Regions from separate parts of the Mus musculus genome. Here regions 1, 2, 3, 4 and 5 are each linked to region 6. The links are chromatin contacts, called in public Hi-C, HiCAR-type, HiChIP or PLAC-seq and promoter capture Hi-C maps. All regions are on one chromosome and are shown on one strand. The core of a region is the stretch at or near the end of the contact, and the rest is flanking DNA. Distances in the headings are between cores, read along the strand shown.

What was found. Promoter capture Hi-C pulls out the DNA fragments that hold promoters and counts their contacts. A called contact is a pair of places that touch in the nucleus more often than the background predicts. HiCAR-type assays count read pairs that join an accessible place to other places. HiChIP or PLAC-seq counts read pairs in DNA pulled down with a chosen protein or histone mark.
Region 1: a HiCAR-type map of astrocytes shows a contact between it and region 6, with 9 times the contacts expected there. The contact joins the promoter of Rb1cc1 here to the promoter of Tcea1 in region 6. A contact is called at or near these places in 14 of 39 promoter capture datasets (the 3T3-L1 cell line, 3T3-L1-derived adipocytes, the C10 cell line and 11 more), 8 of 484 Hi-C or Micro-C datasets (CD4 T cells, cardiomyocytes, cerebral cortex and 5 more), 18 of 115 datasets of contacts at active chromatin or transcription factors (the 230-238 cell line, astrocytes, bone marrow-derived dendritic cells and 12 more) and 3 of 9 other capture datasets (adipose tissue, embryonic stem cells and liver).
Region 2: a promoter capture Hi-C map of pre-B cells shows a contact between it and region 6. The contact joins the enhancer-like site here to the promoter of Tcea1 in region 6. A contact is called at or near these places in 6 of 39 promoter capture datasets (the 3T3-L1 cell line, cranial neural crest, hippocampal neurons and 2 more), 3 of 115 datasets of contacts at active chromatin or transcription factors (the NIH/3T3 cell line, bone marrow-derived dendritic cells and large pre-B cells) and 1 of 9 other capture datasets (pancreatic islet).
Region 3: an H3K27ac HiChIP or PLAC-seq map of the NIH/3T3 cell line shows a contact between it and region 6, with 12 times the contacts expected there. The contact joins the enhancer-like site here to the promoter of Tcea1 in region 6. A contact is called at or near these places in 4 of 39 promoter capture datasets (the 3T3-L1 cell line, cranial neural crest and pre-B cells) and 2 of 115 datasets of contacts at active chromatin or transcription factors (the NIH/3T3 cell line and astrocytes).
Region 4: a contact with region 6 is called in a promoter capture Hi-C map of hippocampal neurons, with 28 times the contacts expected there. The contact joins the promoter of Npbwr1 here to the promoter of Tcea1 in region 6. A contact is called at or near these places in 6 of 39 promoter capture datasets (the 3T3-L1 cell line, cranial neural crest, embryonic stem cells and 2 more), 1 of 484 Hi-C or Micro-C datasets (cortical neurons) and 7 of 115 datasets of contacts at active chromatin or transcription factors (astrocytes, embryonic stem cells, forebrain and 1 more).
Region 5: a contact with region 6 is called in a Hi-C map of B cells, with 6 read pairs. The contact joins the enhancer-like site here to the promoter of Tcea1 in region 6. A contact is called at or near these places in 1 of 39 promoter capture datasets (pre-B cells), 1 of 484 Hi-C or Micro-C datasets (B cells) and 1 of 115 datasets of contacts at active chromatin or transcription factors (astrocytes).

What each region holds. Positions count from the first base shown.
Region 1 is chr1:6,213,370-6,216,069 of GRCm38.p6, forward strand. Rb1cc1 (RB1-inducible coiled-coil 1) reads left to right here and starts at 1,293. Exons shown (of 24, transcript NM_009826.4): 1 at 1,293-1,588. It overlaps 4732440D04Rik (a long non-coding RNA gene), which reads right to left. Exons shown (of 2, transcript XR_001778783.2): 2 at 1-2,031.
Region 2 is chr1:6,261,713-6,264,412 of GRCm38.p6, forward strand. Rb1cc1 (RB1-inducible coiled-coil 1) reads left to right here. Exons shown (of 24, transcript NM_009826.4): 17 at 1,122-1,230; 18 at 1,312-1,552. Among named protein-coding and RNA genes, the nearest start is that of 4732440D04Rik, 46 kb to the left of the region's middle. Within about 2 kb of position 1,404, at least 12 of the 459 cell types and tissues checked have an H3K27ac peak or open chromatin away from gene starts, as enhancers often do. A contact at or near this core is called in pre-B cells, where this site is marked.
Region 3 is chr1:6,279,034-6,281,733 of GRCm38.p6, forward strand. No RefSeq gene overlaps it. Among named protein-coding and RNA genes, the nearest start is that of 4732440D04Rik, 64 kb to the left of the region's middle. Within about 2 kb of position 1,333, at least 51 of the 459 cell types and tissues checked have an H3K27ac peak or open chromatin away from gene starts, as enhancers often do. A contact at or near this core is called in the NIH/3T3 cell line, where this site is marked.
Region 4 is chr1:5,916,072-5,918,771 of GRCm38.p6, forward strand. Npbwr1 (neuropeptides B/W receptor 1) reads right to left here and starts at 1,327. Exons shown (of 1, transcript NM_010342.1): 1 at 1-1,327. The coding sequence starts at 1,222. The coding sequence ends at 233.
Region 5 is chr1:6,405,640-6,408,339 of GRCm38.p6, forward strand. No RefSeq gene overlaps it. Among named protein-coding and RNA genes, the nearest start is that of Alkal1, 48 kb to the left of the region's middle. Within about 2 kb of position 1,287, at least 58 of the 459 cell types and tissues checked have an H3K27ac peak or open chromatin away from gene starts, as enhancers often do. A contact at or near this core is called in B cells and pre-B cells, where this site is marked.
Region 6 is chr1:4,856,298-4,858,997 of GRCm38.p6, forward strand. It overlaps Tcea1 (transcription elongation factor A (SII) 1), which reads left to right and starts at 1,397. Exons shown (of 10, transcript NM_011541.4): 1 at 1,397-1,679. The coding sequence starts at 1,617.

The DNA of each region.
Region 1 (2,700 bases), core at 43-2,542, 1.4 Mb after region 6:
AGTTTTGGTAGTCAGTAGATCTCCTTACCCTCTGGGCCATCTCACCGGCCCTGATTTTCCTTTTTCTGTGTAGCCTTGGCTCCCTGAAGCTCATTCTGTAGAGCAGGCCTCAGCTTCTGAGAGAAGGGATTAAAGGTATGTGCACCACCCGGCCAGCTTTGATCTTCATTGTTCTAGCTAGACTGCAATATAGCTTACATTTGTTAATATACTAACAATTTTTCTTCTCTTTAGTCTTGCCAATTCACTACTTCCCCTGGTGCACAAAAATTGAGTGCTTGTTCTTTTTCCATTTTTGCTTTATTTGCTGGTGTAATGTACTAAAATTCCAGTTTAAAAAATACTCAATATGTATAACAGTGTGCATACAAGATTTTTCTGGGATATGGCAGAAGTGCAAAGTTAAAAACAAAGTGAGATAAGCAACAAGCTCCTTTCTAAACAACTCTTAAAACACAACTACTGTTTTTCCAGTGTCTATCACAATAAAGAACTGCAGATCTCAATCAGTTTAATACCCCTTATGTCTCATTTTGTCGGGAACCGCTAACTGTTGGCTTAGAGAGACCATTCCTAAACTTTTACCTCTATCAGATATTCCTGGGAATAGTAATTTAATACGTGTTTACGTCACATAATTGATGAGCCTGCTTGTAACAAACATCTTCTCATCAAACTCAAGTTTTGTAGTTTCAAGTCCTTGCCTAAGCCCGAATACAAATGTAATGTTCTCATAAGCTGACATTCTCTTCTCTAATCTTGATGCTGTTGACCTATTATCGACCTCAGTATTGTTCGGTCGTGCCGCTTACAGTACAGTCCACTTTGCTTCGGTTCCTCTTCTGGACGTGCTCTTTACTTACCTGGTCTGACTCTGGGCCGCCCCACCCTTGCAAAGATGCCAGGCATACTTTCCGAGTAGCCTGCCATTCTGGCAGTCCCGGTACGAGTGGCCCAGGTGACAGTCGGCTGATTTCGGGGCAGCAGATGAGGGCCCCAGATCTGTGCTGGTGCTCACTCGTCAGCCTCCGGTTCCCCTGTTGGGGCTGCCCCAGGTTTGGCGAGGTCGGTCTGCCGCGGCCAGAAGGTCACGCTCACCTTGGGGCCGTCCAAGGCAAGCACCGAAATACCTTCCAGGGTCAGGGAAGGACAGACAAGTTGCCAGCCAGGGACTACGCTCGCCGACCGAGCCGCGCCCGTCCGGCCAGCCCAGCGACTTCCGGATCTGCGCAGACACCTGAGTCACCCCTCCCCCGGCTGGCTGTTTCCCGGCGTGCTCTGCGGCGGAAAGGCCGAGTCGACAATAACAAACCCCACGGCGGCCGCGACCCAGCCCTGCCAAGCTCTCAGTGCCTCGGCCGGCGGACTCGGGTCCCCGCGCGGAGCCGAGGGGCCGGAGCAGCGGCTGCGCCCGACTCCCATCCTTCCGGGCCTCGCCGGGTACTCGGCGGCTGGGCGCCGACGGTTGTGTCGGTTGGCGGCGCCGCAGGGGCGGTTGATAGCCGCCGCCGAGGCCAGGGCGGCGGCAGAAGATGGTGCGGAGGGCCGCCGGCTGTGTTGCTGCCGCGGGCGGAGGAGGCGCTGCCGGGTAAGTGCCGCCCCTGCTCCCATCTGGCGGCGGGCTTGGCCCGGCCGCTCAGCACCTGACGGGTTCGCCGGAGCGTCTGGCGGCGCCGGCTCGGAGGGTCGCCGCGGCAGTCCTACGGGGACCCTGAGGCCCGCTGGCCGCTGACAGGATCGCGGGAGCGGCAGGACGCCGGTGCTCACCCGAGGCCTGAATCGCGGCCTCCGTCTCCAGGGCTCGGTGCACTGGAGTGTCGGGCTCGGGAAACCGGAGAGGGTTTGGGCCAGGGCCGGAGTGCCCTGACGGGAGGAACCTAGAGGTGATGCCTTTGTCCCGACCCCGGAGTGCAAGCATCGGTGTAAAGTTACTCCTTGGAATGACTCAGCCTCGCTCGCCCCGCAGATGGATTTGGGGTGGGGGCTTATGGGAGTACCAAAACTTGGTACAAATGACAGCTTTCGAACGTGCTGTCAGTACTTTCTCTACAGAGTGGTGGATGTGCTATGGTGACTGTTTATGGTTTCGTAATCCTGTCCCTTCCGTCATGAGTCTTTAAAATGTGATCATTCCATGAACTGGTACATAGGACTGATGCCACGGAACACTCGTGGACTCACTTATTGATAGAGTCCCTGCAAGACATTCAGTTGGGTGCGGATGTTGACAAGTCTATTATGAGCGTTAAAATTTATACATTTTGCTAACCATTTTCTGTAAAGAATTGGTGAGACTTACTTATCTGAGGGTTTGCAAAGCTAGCAAGCAGTTTAGAAGCAGCCTAAAAATGAACCAATCTGTGTTCCTAGTCAAATGTTGGTACTGTATTTCAGTAGGTGGTTTTTCTTTTTGGGGGAGGGGATCTATAAATGGACTTGTTATGTGTGAAATATTTTATTTAGTCTTATTACCAAATACAACGCAAATCATCGCTTTCCAATTAAGTTTTTGTTATGTTTTTTAGCATTTATATCTGTTTTAAACGTTAGCCAAGGCTTAGAAGGTAGCTGCTATATTCATCTCAACATTCCAGGAGGCTGAGACAGAAAGATGGCTTTAAGTTATTTGAGTTACTCAGTAAGTTAAGGTGGTCTTGGGAATCATAGCGAGAACATGTCTTGAAAAAAGAAAAACAAAAT
Region 2 (2,700 bases), core at 154-2,653, 1.4 Mb after region 6:
GCAGTGGTGGCACATGCACTTGGAAGGCAGAGGCAGGCGGATTTCTGAGTTCGAGGCCAGCCTGGTCTACAGAGTGAGTTCCAGGACAGCTCGAACTACACAGAGAAACCCTGTCTCAAAAAAAAAAAAAAAAATACAAAAAAATATTGTGATTATCTTAATCCATTCATATTACAGAAATAGCATAGTTCATGAAGATAATCAATGGTTAATGTACTTTTACATGTGCTAATTTTCTATTTGTAAACAGAAATTACCTAGTAGTAAGCTGCATTGGTAACATTCCCTCTTTTTTCTGCAAAAAAAAAAAAAAAAAAAAAGGTTTTTTTTTTTTTCAAATTCTAAGTCCCTTCAAGTATTCTTGGTAGCCTGAAACTTTTACTTTGTTCTTTGTTGTTAGATTTTTGTCTGAAACTGTCAAATGATTTTCCTGTTAAATCTGTCTGTTGCCATTTATGGATTTCTAAAAGGTTTTGGGTAAATGCTAAGCAAATTAAAGAATCATGTTAGATCATTCTCTCACGTAAGTATTTGTTATATTTTAATGAATGGATATGTTTAATGAGTATAAATGAAATGTTTAACAAATTTAATCTCCTTTGTTAATTAAAATGCAGTTAAAATTACCAGTTGTCTGTCAGATCCCTCTAGGCAATTGAATATGTGAACTTCATGCAGTGGGTGAAACCTGGGGAGTAATAAGTGTCATCGCTATGGAGGCCCCGAGGGCATTGCACATGTTCAAATAAGAGGAAGATAACCACACGCTAGTATGGTAATCAAGAGCTAGCCAAAGATCAAAGATTTCAGAGGAAAGAAAGTTTCCCAAAGAAAACGTCATGTATCCAACAGCACTCTATTAACAGCACTGTTGATCATTTAACTTCCTTCTCGAAAATGTCAGGCATTTGCCTTTCTGACAATATAAACAAGGAGAAAATTTTGTTTTCAAGTACTGAGTTCAAACAAAGAAAATAATAACCTTTACTGGAATACATACCATTTGCTTAGTCATGTGACTCCATAAATGTACCTCAGAAAAGAATACATTACAGTCTTATTTCCATAGCATTGTCTCCTAAGTGTATGCAGCTGATTGACTATTACTACTGTTGTTTCAGACCAACTTTAACACAGTCTTAACAAGAGAGAAAATGAGGAAAGAAAACATAATAAATGATCTTAGTGATAAGCTAAAAAGTACAATGCAGCAGCAAGAGCGGGATAAAGGTTAGTGTTGTCTTAATATGATTTTAAAAATACTTGGAAGTGTTTTCAGTATGTAATGTGTCTTTGCCTTTGGGGTCTTAGATTTGATAGAGTCGCTCTCTGAGGACCGAGCTCGTTTGCTTGAAGAGAAGAAGCAGCTTGAAGAGGAAGTGAGTAAACTCCGCACTAGCAGTTTTCTTTCCTCAGCACCTGTGGCTGCAGCCCCAGAGCTCTATGGTGCGTGTGCACCTGAGCTCCCAGGGGAGCCAGAGAGATCAGTCATGGAGACGGCAGATGAAGGAAGACTGGATTCCGCAATGGAGACAAGCATGATGTCTGTCCAGTAAGTAGGCTTATTTTCCATTCAGTTCACCAGAGGCTTTTATATTCAGCAGTGCTTGACACTGGTGTCATTAGTCTATAATCCTAACAGGAGGATCACAAGTTAAAGCTCTCTTTGGGTAACAATGAACTCAAAGCAATTTAGCTGAGGCTGGCTCAAAATTTAAAAAAAAAAAGTCTGTACTGCTATTCCATTAAATTATAAAATTCTAAAGAAAGGAGGTATTTTTAACTTTACTAATTGTTCTTAGCCCATATAAAAGTAATTTTAAAAGGAGTGTAGAAACATGTTAAGAGAATGTGGTAATTAAAATTCATAAATGACAGAAATTAATCCAGAGTGGAAAGTGACCTCTGGAGGGAAATAAACCCAGCTGTCTTCTATGTACAGGAGAGGCAGTTAAAACAAATCAATATAGGAAGCCCAGTATAAGGTATAAAGTATGACACGCATCTAATATCTTCAACCTGATATTGGTGGGGTAGGGGCCAGAGGCAAGCAGATCTTCAGAGCTCATTCTCCAGCTATTCTAGAAGAATTAATGAGCTCAGGGTCAGTGATAAAACTCAAAAAAGGTAGCAAGCAGTCTCAACGAAGACTCCTGATGTTGACCTGGTTTTCACACATATGTACACATCTATACAAACACATGCATAGACCACACAACCACACCAAAACAAAAATTAAAAATGACAATCAATTTTCCCAACTTTTGTTAATAACAAAAAGATGAGTTTGTACAATTGGAAATTTTAACACATCTTTATTCAGATGTATAGCTATTGATGCCTCTAAGAAGGATACATATGTATGAACACTGGTATATAAGTAGAAATTGGACTATTCTAGAGTAAACAAGGATCTAAAACCAAGTATAATCTATGTAATATTCTGAGAGAGCTATATAACCTCATATACATTTCTTTCAAAATTAATTATGGAAAACAGTGTTTACTATCTGAGAAAGTATGAATTTTATAAAAATTATCTCTAAGTAAAAACAAAGTTTTGTTTATAGTCTCAACAAGTGTCTAAGTCTGAACACAGATAATCAGCTGTTCTGATAAATATAGGCTACCTTTGAAAATTAGTACAGGCTCTTTACTCTATCTAACTTGTCGAGACTGGCCTCAAACTCAGAGATCTGC
Region 3 (2,700 bases), core at 83-2,582, 1.4 Mb after region 6:
TTATTAGAACTTCAGTATTAGATGTGTGTTGTGTAACTGATCATTTTAACACGTTGGGGCCTAAGATAACACCATTTATTTACTCATTTCACTGGGGGGATGTGTGTCAATGGGCTGGGATCGAATAGTCCATATAGCCATGTCCTCACATATTTGATTTAGGAATGCCTTGTATAGATAGCCCTTTTGATAACTGATGCTCACAAAGAGACAGCAACATCCTAGTAAGAGTGACAACATAGGTCAGAAGCTTTACCACATTCTTTGGGTCAAAATCAGACTCAACACGGAGTTAATGTCCAGGGATACTGAGAGAAAAAAGTTGGAAAATTGCAGTCCTTTTTAAAGCTACGTCTAAAATAGCTATTGTCTTTTAAGATTTAGGTTTACAGATATACATGGGCTTTTAAAAATATGCAGCTGGGGATATATCTTCATTGAATTGCTTGCCCATAGTGAGAGCTTGGGTTTGGTCCTCAGCAACACAAAAATCAAGCAGAAATCATGTGGATGCATGTGAACTAAAGCCAAGCAAAGTTGGTAATGCTTAATTTTCATAAATTTAACTGCCTTGATAATTATTTAAAAGCTAGGAAGCAAAACTTATTAATTCCTACTAACTGGTAGCTCATATGTTCCTCATACCCTTGGTACATTGTCTTTAGCCAAAAATTTTAAGTAGTACAGTTTATAATCTTTATGGGTGAGATGGAAATTCTCCCAAGCAGTTCTTAACATAGTGGTAAAGAGACAAGGCAGTCAGCTGTAAGCTATTTGGTTTACATACTTCTTGGGTGTCTCAGACTTGGCAGCCATTTAGAGTAAGCAACACCAGTTTCTTTCATTCCTATCTTAAAGCTTATTAGCAATGTCATTTCCAATGTTAAGAAAAGAGTAGCAGCCCTTAAGATCAACTCAGGTTCCTCCCTCACTTAGCTTCCAATCTAAGCAGTTGCACGCATGTGTCCTGTTAGAATGCAGCCAGGGCTGCCTTGCTATACATACCTTGCACCCCATGGCAACACTGCTTAACCATTTTACACACATCACCACTTTATGTCAGTGTGCTGTTAATCTTTGAAGTTGCGTTCAACTTTCATTTTTACCATTTTAGGAGTTTCTGGTGGATTCCATAGCCCTTGACAGTCTTTTTGTTTTGTTTTATGAATGTTGGGGGTTATTTCTGAACTCTGGTTTTGTGGCACCTTTTAAAAAAAGGCTTCTGGGAATCTGATTCCGAAATGATGTTGTAATTCTCCTTAACTGCCTTAGAACCGTCATCATCCAATTCCAGTAGAGCTGGAGAGCTCGTGTTGCTGGTGTCACTTGTAATCTCTCTGGAATTCTGCTCTGCAAGTGACTATGACCTTAACTAGCCTAGGAGATGAACACGAATGCTTATGTTCTTAACCACAACTCTTCTGAAAACGCATAGCCTGTCTCACAAGCATAAACTCCGCATTCCCAGCATTTTCTCTCATCACAAATTACAGTTTAGCTCCCTGTGCGACCTGTTTCGCTATAGCTTCTGGGTGTCTCATACTGCCTTTAAACCAGGTTGAGTTTTCTAACACGAAGCTATACTTTTCCCTTCTGCCTTCGTCCACTTAACAGCTCCCAGAAGTACCACATTCTCATGAGTGTTCCAGTTTAACCTCGGCCAAGGGGGTGAGAGCAGCTTCCTGTGAAGCTTGATATTGGTTGTTTCATCTTCTGAACACGTCCACTAAAGGGCTTGCCTTACAGTCATAAAAGCAATGCACATATATGTAAATACAGTGACATGTTCTAGAACAGTGCCCTTCTAAATAAGAACATTAAGAAATGCACTTTGCATTTGATCATGCATTTAATCATCAATCCAGCCCTAATAAGCCCACATAGGCTGGGAGTAGCAGATCCTCTTCCAGTTCTAGGTCCTGGTTTGCCAACAGACCTCCACATTAACCAGTAGTGACTAGAAACATACATACCCCTCACTGCTACAAAAGTCAGCATAGCCACTGTCTACTGAGACCATTACAATCTTACGTCATAAACTAGCTACAGTGTTTAGGCCAGAACATCAAGAGCTAGGTAGGATTTATTGACCTTTTGCAATGCAGTAACAGAATGCCTGACAGAATTCTTTTGACTCCCGTCTTCATGGTAGGAGAAACTCAGATCATAAAAGCAAGAATATGTTGGTAAAGTTGTTCATATTAAGCTGACCAAGAAACAGAGTGAAGCATGAAAGGGGCAGGGATAACATGTCCCTGAGAACTTTCCTCCAGGAACTCACCACTTTCAGCTCATTTCTACTTGACAAAGTCTACGTACAGAACTCTCCCAAAATATCTGGGCCCAAGTGTTCAAAATTTGATCCTTCAGAGGATATTTCAGGTTCAGCATGTAACATTATTGTGTATGTAATAAATTGAAAGGACATGGTTGTATTCAAGAAATAGTCATCACTTTTATCACTTTTATAGAAAGAGCTATTACAATCTACAAATATGTTTAGTTTTCTGAATACTCTCATGAGTAAGTATTCATGTATTAATTTTGTTATTTTTTTATAAATGTACACCACACTTGTAAGTAATAGGTTGCTATGAAAAATATTAATAAATTCTGTATCCCTGTTGGAAAGTAGATATTGGATGAAGCTTAAAAGTTTTTTCTAACCTGGCTAGCTCCCAAATAATTGAGTCTGAGACC
Region 4 (2,700 bases), core at 77-2,576, 1.1 Mb after region 6:
CCCTGGCCCAAGCTGTCCTCAGGCATGCTACACACCAGCCTCACCTCAAGGCCGGGCAAATCCCGGATCAGTCCTGGTTAGGGCCTGTGGTATCAGTCCTGGGTAGGGCCTGTGGTACTGAATGCCTGGAATGGGCCTCAGGATTTCGGGCTGCACTTGGGAACCACAGTCCCGGAATTCTCCTGAACCCAGCTGGCAGTGCTGCCTGCGGTGGAAAGAGGTGGAAAGGGCATCAGGCTGAACGGCATGACACCAATTGCCGGAGGCTTCTGCGGAAGCTGTCGTCCAGGAAGGCATAGAGGAAAGGGTTGAGGCAGCTGTTAGCATAGCTCAGGCTGGTGATGAAGTAAGAGATGCCGATGACCAGCGGCGTTTGCGGGAGGTCGGTGGTGAGGGCCACTATGGTACTCAGGTGATAAGGCGTCCAGCAGAGGAGGCACACAGCCAGAATCGCCGCCACCAACAAGGTCACGCGCTTCTTGGCACGATCCAGGGCCTTGGCGTGGCTATCTAGCTGGATAGCACGCAGTCGGCAGAGCAGAGTGGTATAGAGAGCACAGATGGTGGTCACCGGGATGGCAAAGCCCAATACTAGTGTGTAGAGACGGCTGGCACGCCACCAGAAGGCCTCGGGCTGCGGGAAGACCAGCACGCACTGGCGCCGACCCTGCTCCTCGTCCAGCCGAGCGAATACCGCAAAGGGCAGCACGACCAGCGTCACCAGCGCCCACACCGCCAGACTGACAGCACGCGCTGCACCGTAAGTGCGCCCGGACACCCGGCGCGACTCTGCTGTGGCCAGAACCACCAGGTATCGGTCGGCGCTCATGACGGCGAGGAAGTAGAGGCTAGAGAAAGTGTTGTACTGGTCGACGGCTACAATGAGCTTGCACATGACCTCCCCGAAGGGCCAGCGCCTCAGCAGGAAGTCCGCGATGTTGATGGGCAGCACGAGGGTGAAGAGCTCATCGGCGATAGCCAGGTTGAGGATGAACACGTTGGTGACAGTCTTCATGCGCGGCGTGCGCAGCAGTACGTACAGCACCGCAGAGTTGCCAGCCAGTCCCACGGCGCAAATTACCCCGTAGACGACAGGCACTGCTACCGCCAGTGGCTGCGGCAGCGGCAGAGGAGCCAGGCTGGACCCGTTGGGACAGCCCAAAGATGAGCCGCCGCAAGACACGTTGTCCCCTCCAGACTCGAAAAGCGTTAAGTTATGCATCTTGGAGAGGGCTGGAGAGCAGGCGACCACCAGGATTCCACTCAGCAGCCCCGCGAAACTCGAGGTTTATGCGCCCACGTTTACAGGGATCTGCACCCAGGCACTGCCTGAGTGTCACAGCTTTTCTCTGGATGCGCACCGGAGGGGGCGTTCCCCGCTGCTACTAAGCTCGCTGACGCCGGGACTCCAAGGCTGGAGACAGAATTGAAAACACAGCTTACATTTCTGGAGGTATAGCTTTAAGGAGAAATGAGGTCCATAGAAAGTAGCTACAGTGTCCCAAGCTCTTCTCTCCACCTGTGGAAATCAGATTCCAGTCCACTGAATACATCAAAGTGCTATGCAGAAGCCACTTGACTCCTAGGAAACCGTAAATGCACCCAATCCCCTGTTTTAGAGCTTAAGGAATTCACACTGAGGTCACACCGGCGAATTCAGCAGAGGTGTGTTTCCGAGCACGCTAGATAATAGGACTTGCAACAGCAATCTTTATCTTACCTGGCGAGTCCCAGCAAAGATCTGAGTTTCCTGGGGAGGTCAGGGAGGAACCCACTGTCTGCTGGAGGACGCTGCAGCAGCAATGAGATGCCTGCCAGCCTAGTCTGTCTCCTGTTGTCTGCCCAGAGACTACTGCTGGACTCTCCAGGAGTTCTCCCAAGAACCTGAAGTACAGGAAGCGCGGCTCAGTCAACCTGTCACCCTTTCCCACTCCACTCCTAGAAAAATCCTCTGATCTAACAGAAAACAGCGCCCCCTTCCTCAAAAGACTTCTTTGCTGCCTTCCTGCTGTTTTAATTCAGTTCATCTGGAATTATAAAAAGCTCACCTGTCAGAAACTAAAACTAAGAATGACAAAGTTAAAAAAAATAATATCCTGTTTTTGAAGAACAGTTGGAGATGAGGTTCCCATAACATGTTTTATTTCTTTATTATATGTATCATTATTTAAATCAATGTTAAAATTAAATTTATTTTGATCGTAGTCTTCCCCTACCCCAAGTCGTCTAGATCCTCTCTCTACCCACCCAACTTTAAGCTCTTTCTCAAAACAAACAAGAACAAAACCAAACACAACAAAAACTCCCAAATCCAAGAAAATAAAATAAAGAAACACCTAAACAGAGAGAGAAAAAAACCCACTAAACTGTAATCAAATAAAACCATAAACATACAAAAGCAAAACTGTGGAGATCATTAAATGTTGATCAACTATTCTTGAACATGAGTCCTGCCCTGGAAGAGTTGATAAATCCAATATCACTGTATTGGAGAAAACTAATTCCCCCTTTTACAGCAGGTATAATTGACAATTTAGTTGTTAACCCTTCCTCTAGTGACTGGGTTTTCATTAGTGCATTCATATTCATTTTAGAAAATATAACAAAACAAAATATAAAGCAAAAACTGTCACATTAAAGTTGGACAGGATGAATCAATAGAAGGAAACAAATCCAAGAGAAGGATTTAGAGACTCTCTC
Region 5 (2,700 bases), core at 37-2,536, 1.5 Mb after region 6:
TAGCTATAACACTTATATCTATGTCTATTTCTGGAATGTTGACCAGAGAGGGTGACCAGACAGCACCTAGGTGATTTCTTCTTCTTGTTGGTTTGTCTCAATTAGATTTGAAACAAAACAAAAATAAAGTAAATAAACAAAAGACAACATCAAAGGTTTTCTGTTTTACTTATTGTTTGAGGGTTTTGGCTCTTCATCACTTAACTGTGGCTTGTGTAAGTGGCACCAAGATGTCAAACACAAGCACAAAGAACAAAGCAGACAAAAGCAAGTGTAGACAGGTCTTTAAACATCCACGTAATTCATAGCCTCAGATTGCGTTTGGAATTTGAGTTCTTTATGCACGATGGAAATGAAACAAATAGAAAATTACATGGAACAAATGATAGTTTGAATAAACACTAGATACAGCTCAGTGTGAAAGTCGATGGGTCAGAATCATTTTCTGAACCCGTGCTCCTTCCTTCTGTTGGCACATGGACCTGTTTTTCAGCAGTCCGACAAAGGAAGCCATTTGCAGAGGGAAACATTTTTGTACAGGGGATGGTCTCCAGGAAGGCAGATTTCACTTCTGTTCGGTTGTGCAGCACATTGCTGCTCCAGCTCCTGGTCCTGCTAGTCTGCATGTTGTCACTGGCCCCAGAGGGAAGGAAGACAGATGTGAGGAAACATGAAACCGCAATTACACTCTAAGAATACATTGTATGTTTTGTGTACTTTTAATGTCTTCTTTAGTTATTCATTTTTACAAAATCATTTCCCCACTGTGTATAAACTATTGCGGTAAATAAAGATCAAACAACAAACAAAACTGGGAAGTCAACTGATCACTGCGGGAATTATTTTTAATGTAGGGTCATCTTTCTTCCACACGGTGGCGCCTCGCTGTCAGACTTAAAAACACTGAAACATTGTGGCCACCAACAACTCCAGATGGGCTTCTCTGTGCTAGTAGTTTCATTTTGAAACAGAAAGTCAGTACTTAACAATCGCTATTCTGAGTACCTTTTTGCTCTCAGAAAGAAGAGCTAAGCAGATTCTGACAGGACTTAGGGAAGTCATAGCGCCATGTGCAATGGTTCAGAAACTTTAGTGTGTCAGAATCCCCTGGAAGCCCAAAGAAATAGAGACAGTAGATCACTTCCTAGTTTACAACTTGCAGCATCTGAGACCATACTCTGGGAGACTATTCTGTGACAAATTTTGAGGCCTCGGAATTATGTTCCAGTTCAAACTCAAGTTCAACTTCTGAGATGACTAAATGACCTGGAGTAGGGACATTGGTGATTAACTGAGGCTGGCACCTTCAGGTGGTTGGTATGAGGACAGCTGGAACAGACACAGGTGTCCCGGTACAATATGGGGCTTGGAAGTCTTGTTTTGTTTTATTGAAGACGTCACTTTTATTTGAAGTCAATAGCTGAATCACAAAGTACAAGAACATTCATTCAGGTAAGAAATTTCTTTTAAAACTGTAAATAAGTATTTTAAGCCAGGAGCATCACACGAAGCAGTTAGTATTCTCTGGTACTGACTCTACCCCTCCTTCTCTCTCTTTTGTTTTACCACAAAACTTTATTTTATTCCACTTTTAACATAATGAGTCTTTTTAAAGTTTCAAAACAAAAAGGCATAACTAAGTACCCTTTGTAAACATTAGAAATGAACTAAAATCTAGGTTATTCACTAAAAGTCAGGAGTCAGGCTGGGATCTTAGGTCTTAGGAGAACAAAATAAACCGAACAGCATCTAACAAACAGGGACATCTCTCTGTTTTTACAGCCCCTCTTTCCTGTGCAGCCCACCCTTATGTCTTACACCAAGCAAGGAGAGCAACTCATAAAAATCCCTAGAGCCCCCAATTAGAAGGATTCATTGTCCAACAAGGATGGTCTACATGCTATTCTTTGCCTTTTGAAGGAATTAGAAACACTCTCAGACCATTTAAAAATATTCTTATATTCTGACAAGTGGGGCTGATAGATCCATTCTAGTAGCTCCCCATCTGGCAGACCTCATACCTCAGAGGCTAAGACGGATCCTTCTCCGTAGTACTTAGTATGGTGATTTGAATGCAAACATTCCTCATAGATGCAGATGTTTGAATATTTAGTCTCCAATTGGTGAAGCTGTTTGTCATGCTTAAGAAGTGTCTTAGTCAGGGTTTCTATTCCTGTATAAACATCATGACCAAGAGGCAATTTGGGCAGCACTTGGGAGGCAGAGGCAGGCAGATTTCTGAGTTCGAGGCCAGCCTGGTCTACAGAGTGAGTTCCAGGGCAGCCAGGGCTACACAGAGAAACCCTGTCTCGAAAAACAAAAACAAAATCAGAAAAAGAAGCAAGTTGGGCAGGAAAGGGATTCAGCTTACACTTCCATACTGCTGTTCATCACCAAGGAAGTCAGGACTGGAACTCAAACAGGTCAAGAAGCAGGAGCTGATGCAGAGGCCATGGAGGGATGTTCATTACTGGCTTGCTTCCCCTGGCTTGCTCAGCCTGCTCTCTTATAGAACCAAGACTACCAGCCCTGGGATGGTCCCAGCCACAAGGGGCCTTTCCCCCTTGATCACTAATTGAGAAAATGCCTTACAGTTGGATCTCATGGCGGCATTTTCTCAACTGAAGATCCTTTCTCTGTGATGACTCCAGCTGTGTCAAGTTGACACAAAACTAGCCAGTACAAGAAGTATGGCTTTGG
Region 6 (2,700 bases), core at 147-2,646:
TGTCTAAAAACAAAAAGCTAAAATGGTAAACTTTGTTTCTCTTACAACACTTAAAACTTAACTTGAGGCTGGGGAGATGGCTAAGTGGACAGGAGTACTTGTTTTCCAAGCATGAGTGCCTGGGGTTCTGAGATGGAATTCCCAGCACCTGCAGAAAAAAGCTGGGCATAGATGTGCATTCCTGCAACCACAATGCTTGGGAGTCTAAGAGAGGCCGATTGGGGAATTTGCTGGCCAGTCAGCCTAGCTGACTTCAAACTTCTAATTCAGGGAGAGACCCTGTCTCAAGGCAGTGGAGACCAGATAGATATCTTGAACCATAAAGGGCTTTATCTTAGTATAGAGAGAATCTTAAGTGGTAAATTTTGGTTAATGGTAATTAACTTTGAAATGCTGTTATGCATAGTGTGAATTGGTAGTAAATGGTTTAACTGGACACAGACCCACTTTCTCATCTGCAAATGAGAAAATGTTGTCCCCTCTTTTTTTTTTTTTTTTTTTTTTTTTTCCGGTTTTTCGAGACAGGGTTTCTCTGTGTAGCTCTGGCTGTCCTGGAACTCACTTTGTAGACCAGACTGGCCTCGAACTCAGAAATCCGCCTGCCTCTGCCTCCCAAGTGCTGAGATCAAAGGCGTGGGGCACCACTGCCTGGTGATTGTCTCCTCTTTATTACCTCACAAGGAAATTGAAGGAAAAGGACAAAGAAAATAAATGAAAAGCATGAGTTATGGGTGAAAAATGGTACTGAACCATTTACTTTCAATAGAAACTGATTAGTCAAAGTGGAATTCACTGTTACCCTGGGGAGCTATACTTTATTTGATCTTAAGTTTAAAGTGTGAAAATGCACATTAGTTATATGCCACGGCCTTCTATCATGCTTGGTGACAAATGTTTAATTTGACACGACATGTGTTTTAGTTAACTTTTTTCATTGGAAAGAAGATATTTTGAGTCTTAAAAGTCTGTAATGTTCATTGGCTCCTGATTTATTAACTTTCAACACATGGAACAAAGTAAAAACAATCCCAGACACTATACATGTCATTTTTTTACCGTGGCTTTTTTTAAGTCACAATTCTCAAGGCCGTCGTCTTTTTAGTCGGTTTTCATCAGCAGGCTAGATGGTTTGAATATCTGAGTCCAAGAGTGAGCCTCAGTGCTCATGCGCTTTAAGCCCTCGGCAATGCCTGTCCTGCGTCCCAGAGAACGCTCTGCCGGAGGGGTTTCGATGGAACTCGTAGCAACCTACCGCCTACTGCCTGATCCCTCTGGCGTGAAAGCCGGACTCCGTCCAACTCCAGCTCGCCAGCAACGCGAGTCCGGATAGGGCCGGAAGTTCCAGACTGCTGGGGGCGGGAATAGATTAAAAGAACAGCGCACGCCTGAGCGAGCCACTTCTACTTTCCAGTCTCCTGCGATCGATTCGTAGTGCCTGTGTGGCGCGCGCGGTGCTTGACTGGCACGGCCTAGGGGGCGGAGCGCTTATCCCTGCCGCCGCGGGCCGGGTCTGTGAGGAAGGCCTAGGCCAGCGGCTTCGCGGCTTGTCCAACGTCCGCGCAGCTTCTCTCGCTTCCCGTCCGCTGTGGCCGGGCGAGGGGAGGCCTTCCGGAGCCATGGAGGACGAGGTGGTTCGCATTGCCAAGAAGATGGACAAAATGGTGCAGAAAAAGAATGCGGTAAGCGGGCGGGCCCGGGGCAGGCCGCGGCCGAGTCCGCGACACCGGCCCACGCGGAGTCAGTCAGGGCCGGGCCGGGCCGGGCCGCGCCGCGCGCCCTCCGGGCTTTCAGGTCCGTGCTGCCCACGGCCGCAGTGAGCCCAGGACTGAAGCCCTCGACGCTGGGCTGAGAGAATGTACGGTGGCCGCCGCCGGTTACCCCAGAGCGGCTTCGCTGGGTGCCGCGGTCAGTTGCAGACGGGCCGTAAAGTGTGTTTATCCCAGCTCTGCCTTACACCCACTTGGTAATCACAAACAGAAAATACGCCGCCCCTTGGCAAGTCGGCCTGCGTGCGATGTGCCGGGCAGCCGGCTGCTGCTGCTCCGCGGGTATGGTGCTGAGGCTGCAGCGGGACGGATGACATCCTCTGTTCCTTGATTGGTCTGTGTGGATGTGTCCCTCGGTGTGTACCACTTTCCATCCCTTTGCTTCCACACTTGACCTCTCCAGCCAGCTTCACTTGAATCTCTTCTTCCAGACGCAGCAGGTTTGCATTATCAAAACACCAGAGACTTTTGCCATTTGTGAAGTAAAAGCCGTGCAGAGATGCTAAACGTTTGTGCAGTGAGTGCTTTAGAGTTACGCGCCTCTGCAGAATTCTTTTTATGAGTCAAGAAACTGAGTCAGAGCTAAAGTGCTGTCGCTTAAATACTGTGTAGTTTTGCTTGAGCTAGGAGCTCGCTGACTTTCCACTCGCTGCCAGCTTAGGATTTAGTGTTAATACCAAATAATGTAAGACTTTCAGACGCCCCCGGTTCCTCTTTCTTAAACAGGTGTGTTGACCCGCATTTAATTTCATGCCCCGTTAATCCGTATGTACGATTTTGGTCCTTTCAAATATTTCCTGTTTGTTTTCTGTTCCAGATATTAGCCTGTGTTGTTTTTCTTTCTTACTGATTGAGCTATTTCATTACTTGATGCAGGTGATGAGTTCTGGTTATATGATAGGTTAAACATTTTTTTTTTTTTTAAATTGGGAAA